Linked DNA regions of Gossypium arboreum: region 1 is linked to region 2. The links are chromatin contacts, called in public Hi-C maps. All regions are on one chromosome and are shown on one strand. The core of a region is the stretch at or near the end of the contact, and the rest is flanking DNA. Distances in the headings are between cores, read along the strand shown.

Evidence for each region. A called contact is a pair of places that touch in the nucleus more often than the background predicts.
Region 1: a contact with region 2 is called in a Hi-C map of leaf, with 2.8 times the contacts expected there. The contact joins the promoter of LOC108460800 here to the promoter of LOC108458408 in region 2. A contact is called at or near these places in 2 of 5 Hi-C or Micro-C datasets (both in leaf).

The regions. Positions count from the first base shown.
Region 1 is chr4:21,732,126-21,735,661 of ASM2569848v2, forward strand. LOC108460800 (histone-lysine N-methyltransferase, H3 lysine-9 specific SUVH4) reads left to right here and starts at 2,092. Exons shown (of 16, transcript XM_053027182.1): 1 at 2,092-2,356; 2 at 2,525-3,022; 3 at 3,178-3,246; 4 at 3,443-3,511. The coding sequence starts at 2,534.
Region 2 is chr4:21,562,881-21,566,350 of ASM2569848v2, forward strand. It overlaps LOC108458408, which reads left to right and starts at 1,256. Exons shown (of 2, transcript XR_008281488.1): 1 at 1,256-1,661; 2 at 2,765-3,394.

The sequences.
Region 1 (3,536 bases), core at 842-3,341, 170 kb after region 2:
ATTCCTCCTCTGAATAAGAGCTTATCTTGAATCAGTATCCTGGGATATCAAAACAAGAATTAAGAACACATAATTAAGAACAAGTTAAATATTTATCATACAATTCAGAAAATAATAACAAGATTCATCTTAGGTTTCATTCCCCTTAGGTATTTAGGGGATTTAGTTCATAACTAAAAAGGAAAACATCTTAGAAGAATAATGAATACAAAACATAAAGAAAACCCAAAACTCCTGAAGGGAAATTGAGGGGAGATCTTCAGTCTTGATGGTGACTCTGGATTTTGAGATGGATCAATCGGCTTTCCTTGAGCAGTTCCCTGCCTCCTTTTCTCTGTGCCTCCTATTTTCTTCCTCCTCTAGGGTGTATTTATAGGCTTTTGGAATGCCTAAGAACCCTTAAAAATGGCCTTTTTCGAATTGGACTCAACTGGGGCTCGGCAGGGACACGCCCATGTGAATCGTGTTTTGAATCTGCCAAATTGACACGGTCGTGTGGTCTGCCCGTGTGAGGAGGTCCAGGCCGTGTTGAATTTGTACTTTGGCCCATTTTTCTCTGTTTTTGGCCCGTTTCTCGTTCCTTTCACTCTCCTATGCTCTCCTAAGTTAAAACATGAAATTAAAGCATTAGGAGCATCGAATTCACCAATTCTAAGGAAAAATCATTCATAAAATGTGTTAAGCATGGGTAAAAATATGTATAAATTACGGTTTATCAACTTAGTTTTCTTATGACTTCTTTGTTCACTTTTTGCTTCTTTGTTTAAGAGTTTTGCTGCTGCTTTTATTTCTTTACCTTAGAGAATTTTCTTTGTGAATTCTCACTTTTGAAAGTAAGGTTGACTTAAGTAGATTTGAAGCAAAAGAATGGCCTAAGGCCACACAGTTTGTTAGACTAAAGTTCTAGCCCCATTACACTAGCTCATTGAAACCAAAAATGAATTCCATGTAGAACCAAATGAATATAAATTGATGGAAATGATGAAAGTAGATAAATGAATTTGTTTTCTCACTTGAGTATAGAAAGAACTTGAGAATTAATTTAAGGTTTTGAATTATTATTTAGTTAATTAAATAATTAAAATTCTAAAACTAAATTAAATTAAATAGTCATTGTGAATCATTGTATATGAAAATTAAATATATTTCCTTATAGATTCTTTTACAGTAAAGTTGTCATGATTTTAATGACATTAGGATTGAGTTGAAAAAATTATGTAATTGAAAAATTATTTTATCTAATTAAATAAATAATATTTATTTTGAGAAAATAATATATTGAGTGAGATTAAATTATAAAGTGTTAGGGTTAAAAGTTCGGAAAACACATATAATTAAACCAAATATAAGAGGTCCAAATCCTTTAATACAAGATGAAAAAGGTGACAATCCTAGTAGTTTTGAAGGGTGTGCCACCCACCCCATCCATTATAGTAAGAATATTATTTTTCATTAAATAAATATTATTTGTGTTTTACCAATTCAACTAAGATTCTTCTGTCACTCTCCATAATTAGATCACACCAGTAGAACTATTTACATAATATTCATATATTGTAATTTACCAGAAAGTAGTGTGAATTTATTTTCTAAAAAATAAATTTTATTTTCTGGAATTACAATTTTACCGGTTTCTATTTAGAGAGAATTACTTTCCTACTGAAAGTAATAAGTTCATTTTAGTTTTGTTTTGATTTGTGATTATTCGAGCTCACATTAAAAGTAATTCGTATTGCAAGAATAATGGAGAAAATTATTCGGTTGAAACTTAAGAACGTCTAAGATTTATCTCGCACAAAGGACAAATACTTTTTAAAAGAAAAATTATTACTATAAATATTACGAGCCAATTCGATTTTTAAAATTTTAATTTTTATTATAGAAAACCGTTTTTAAACCATATTTTTCAACAAAAGATGCAAATTAAATTTGAGATTATGTATTTATTTTTCATATGTTTCCATACTTGTTGAATTTTATTCCTTTCCATAATAGAAAAGATGTAGAATATTAAATTTGAGAAAAATATGTCTTTTTTTTTTATAGAAAAAAGTTCGAAAAAAATTAAATCCATTAAACCTTACAAATCGGAATACCTGAGAGACACCCAGCGTAGTTGTAGGAAAATGTACAATATGCATGTATGTTAGTATACACTATCCCCACAAACTTTTATTTTTTCCTGTTTTCCTATTACATAGCAAAAATGTATGTAAAAGTTAAAAAAATAAAAACCTGCATCTTCCCTCCTCTGTCTCTCACTGTCTCTTAAATTTTTAATTTCGAATTTAGTCATCCAATGAGTTAAGGATTCCCCTGCTGTGCTGTGCTCTGCTGTGGCTGTGGCTGTGGCGCTGTGAGTTTGTGCTTTCCCTCATCCATCCATCCATCCATCCATCCTCGCTCCTTACTGTCAAATCTTTGTTTCTTAGCCTTTTCCTCTTCTAACCCTAACTTTCCCCTCTCTCTTCTCTTCTACATTCCTTCTTTCATTTCATCATAGCATCGCATTCTTCCGTTTTAGATTTTCGATATGGTGGTTCAATCGCCGCATTCGCTCCAGAGTTCTGTCCCTACGCCTAAAAACGGAACCAAAAGGGTCCAGATTCAGGTAAAAGAGAATGGTTCAGCGGTCACGGACAACGTCGCCGGACAACGGAGAGCCAGTGCCAGATTACAAGCCGCCAAACAGAAAGCTGAGATGGAGCTTTTGGCAAAGCGGAAACTGGAGCTTCTGAATGAAGATGTTGGACGTAGCACCAAAAAAGTTAATGTGGATGCTGAAAAGCTAAAGCTAAAGCTACAACCTGCTCAAACCGTGATCCAACAGCTTCCTGAGATTTCATCACTCCCTGCTGACCCTAAAATCAACAAGAAAGTGGCGAAAATGGTGGAACGAGCGGCCAAAATTGCAGAGGGGCTTGACGGTACCAATGCTCCCAATGTTGCCGAGAAAAGTGCACATATGAAGGTCAAGGAGACTATAAGGCTGTTCAACAAGCACTATCTTCACTTTGTTCAGGTCTGTCTCTATTTCTACTGATTTTCGGTCTTCATGTCAGTTGAAACTTCACTACTCTGGTTTCGTTATATAATGTTTTGCATTGCATCCTGTTCATCATTTGAGATCGGTTAAGCAGATTTTATTCTTATACAATCTTTTCTAGTTCTTCATAGGAAGAGGAAAAGAGGTGCGGCGCAGCTAAAGTTGACAAGAAAGCCCTCAAGGCCAAGAAGAAGGCCAATGTAAGTTATTCTTGTCTTTTCTTTCAGTTATACGGCTCATGATAATCAAGCTTTACGTTTGTGTATCTTTGTGATAACTTTTCTGACGTTGTTGCCTCTTCTACCTGTGACAATGGTGAAACATGGATTCTTTTTTTCTCTTTCAGTCATGCAATGTGCTTCTTAATTTCATTGTTAATGTACAAACTATTTGCAGAGAGGAAATGTTTCTGAGGCTGATGTTAAGGCCAAAGCTAAGCGACCTGACTTAAAGGCAATATCAAAGGCAAGTGAATGAAAATGTGCTGCCT
Region 2 (3,470 bases), core at 6-2,505:
ACATTTAATATTTAAATTTCTATTCAATTTCTACTTTAATTTCAATTTTAATCTTAACTAAATTTACTTACTTTTCTATCTCAATTCATACCTTGTTTCTACTCAATTTTCAACCAAATTTAAGACATAACTATCTAAATTTCATCATAAAACCCTAATCTAAAACTTCTTGCAATTTAGTCACTACTATGTAAAACTAATAGCTTCTTTTACAATTTAATCTTTTAATCAATTCTAACTAAAATTTCTATAAATTAAACCCTTAGTTCATCATTTTGTTCAACATAAACTATATTTGAAAACCTATGAACTTCCAAAATATTAACTTAATTTTATCAAAACCTTGTTTTAAAACTTCAAAACATCAAAATTAAAAGAAAATGACTTAAATTGACTTACTTATTTAAGTTCCAAGCTTTAAAATTCTTGTTTCTCGCTTTTCTTTTCTTGTCTTCTTTTCTCCCCTGTTCGTTTTAACCTGTTCTGTTTCTTTCTTTCTTTGTTTTGTTTTGTTTCATTTTTATTTTACTTTAGTTTATATATATATTAGTTAATAATATTAATAATAATACACTATAATAATATAATATAATAATAATTTAATAATTTAATATAAAACTAATAATTATAATAAATATCTATTTAATAACAAATACATATATCACAATTGTACATATAAATATTTTTAAATTTGTATATTATCAAAACCGTCCATTTGTCTTTCTTTTATTTTTATCATACAAAATCTTATAATATAATTATTTAATTAATAAATATCTTTTAACTTAAATTTTAAGTAAATAAATAATTATAATACAAGTGTATGTATATACATTATTACACTTGTACCATCTTATTACCATACACTTGTCTTAAATTTATTTTATTTCATAATATAATAACATTAATAATAATATTTAAATAGAAAACCATGATAATAATTAATAATAATTATAATAATAGAGTAATAACAAAACCTCAAGATTTTTATACTTATTAGCGCCTCATTCTAAACAATTAGTCTAATTGCTTATTTAGCTCATTAAATTTTTCTTTAATCTATAATTAAACTTTTACCCTTTATTCAATTTAATTATTTTTCCTAATTTCTCTTAATTAAGCTAAATTCACTTAATTAAAGTCTAATTAAACACACAACTGGCCTCACAATTAACTTCATAAATATTTCTAATAAATATTTTCGAATCTATTTTTTAAACATAAAAATTTAAAAATATACTTTTTCTATAACCATAAAATTCGAGTCGTTACAAGGCGAGTCGTGGTCGCATGAGGAGATGAGATGTTCGGCTTCTAAGTCAGGTCGTCATGTTTAGATTTCTCTAGTTAGGTCACCATCTGGACCAGGTCCCAAGACATGTAGTTGTAATAATTTTTTTCTCCAGGCTGGTCGAAGAAGGGTTACAAAGTGACCATTTTGAGATGTTCACACGTGTTGAATGCTTGATGGCGGATCTAAATGGCAGTTTGATTTTGAAACTTGTAGGATACATTTCTACCTATTAGAGATTTAAAAAAGAGGAACCATCACAAAGAAGATTAATCGTCCCTCAAGTTTTTTGAAGCCCTATTTTCTTACTTTGCTTGCATTTGGTTGAATCTTCTATTGGTTTGCTTTTAAAATCATCATTGGTCAAGAGGTAAATCATCTATTCCTCTTCTTTTTTTTTTTTTTTTTTAGCACGAATGTGAATCATGGTTAGGGTTAGAATGGGTTCCGGGGGAAAGGATGGTGGTCGTGTTGGCTGTGGCCAGTAGAGGCATATGACTGGTCCAGATGTTGGAGGTGGCGTCTTGCAAAGACCTTGTGATACTAGCACTGGTGTAGAAGCCACCTCATACCGGTGTATGACTAAAGAGGAGGATATGGTTTGACATCTGGTGGTTCAGGGAATCATTTTACCAAACTTCGTCTTTGATTTCGATATTGTCATATGAGAAAAGTGATTGAGAAACACCGATGAGGGTTTCTTACTGCCTCTTTATTTGCTTGAAGTTGGGTTTTATCTCCCCCTCCACCCATTCTTCTGTATTGTTTTAAAAGAGTATGGAATTGCTCTGGGAAAGCTTTTCAGCTTATCGTGGTAGACTTTAACTGCATATTTTATTACCTATTGCTTACAGGAGGAGCCACCTCTACTCAGTGTTTTTCAACATATCTATCAACTGAAGGTTTGCAATCAGGGGCTCTTGGTCGGAATGGTGTATTTTAGTACCTGAAAAGGGCATGAGCCAATCATTCGTAACTGGTTGTCCAACCTTTGCCTCAATCCTTATAAATACATTAGAGTCAAGAAGAAATTTGGGGGTGATTTCGAGTTCCTAATTAAGTGGGCATTGCCCAGCAAAGTCATTTGCCTCCAACACCAACCCCTCAACTCTGTGCTTGCCATTGACCAATATAAAAGGCTGCATAGGGGCCGTGTCTTAAGATTGGAAAATCTTTTGACTGTTAGGAATATCTTCTGTTATTGCCTCTATGAACAAAGCCCTAATGGCTACCAAGCAATTACGAAAGGTGTTGAATCTGATAGTGTTCTACCTATTGAACTCGTATGGTCGCACGAGGCCCCTGATGACCTAGGTTTAATTTTATTAGGGAAAAAAGATGAGCCTAATTTTTTATTCTTTCTGTAAGTTGCATTCTCAAACTGGTCCTCCTTATCTAGAAGTGATCAGGAAGGGTCGGCGAACCCTCACACAACGCACAGTGATGTTGATGATAATGTTGTTGATGATGCAGACACTGTTGTTTCTTCAACGAAATCAACCAGTTCGTTAGGTGAGCTCAGACACATCATGGATATAGACTCTCTTATGCTAGATTTGCAAGGAAATAAGGACATTGGCACTCCAGAGCAAGGGGTTGGTGGTAGTGGTTGTAAAAGGCAACAAATGAAGGAGAAATTTGTGAACACAGAACATAGTAGCAGTACGAATCGAATCCACCATAGGAGAGGAAAGGAAATCATTGTGTATGGGGGAGATATTCTTGTATCTTCTACTCCTACGGCCCTCATGACCCTAATGGCCTCGGTATGCAGATCTCTTTTTACGGGGCCTAACTTTGGAATAATTCATAATGTACCGCATGTTTCCCTTCTAGGTTCATTGCAGTTGACCTCTCTAGATGGTGAGGTAAATGCTTTCTTCCCTTGGAAGGATCATCTTGGTGTAAGGAGATATCCCTTTTGTCCCTATGTAGTTAGGAAGAGATGGGAGGAACACCTTCCCCAGTATTGCGAGAATATGTGCAAGTGTACATGGTTATACAAGTAGTAAGTATTAAGTAAAGAGTTATTGTCTCCATAGAAACTGTTGTGTGAATTATTCGTAAAGTTAATTATAAAATAATTTGATTAAACAAAATAAAGGAAAGAATAATTGTTAAGAGTTGAATTTGTAAGAAATGTTGAGAGTTGAATTTATAAAAAATGTAATAAGATGTC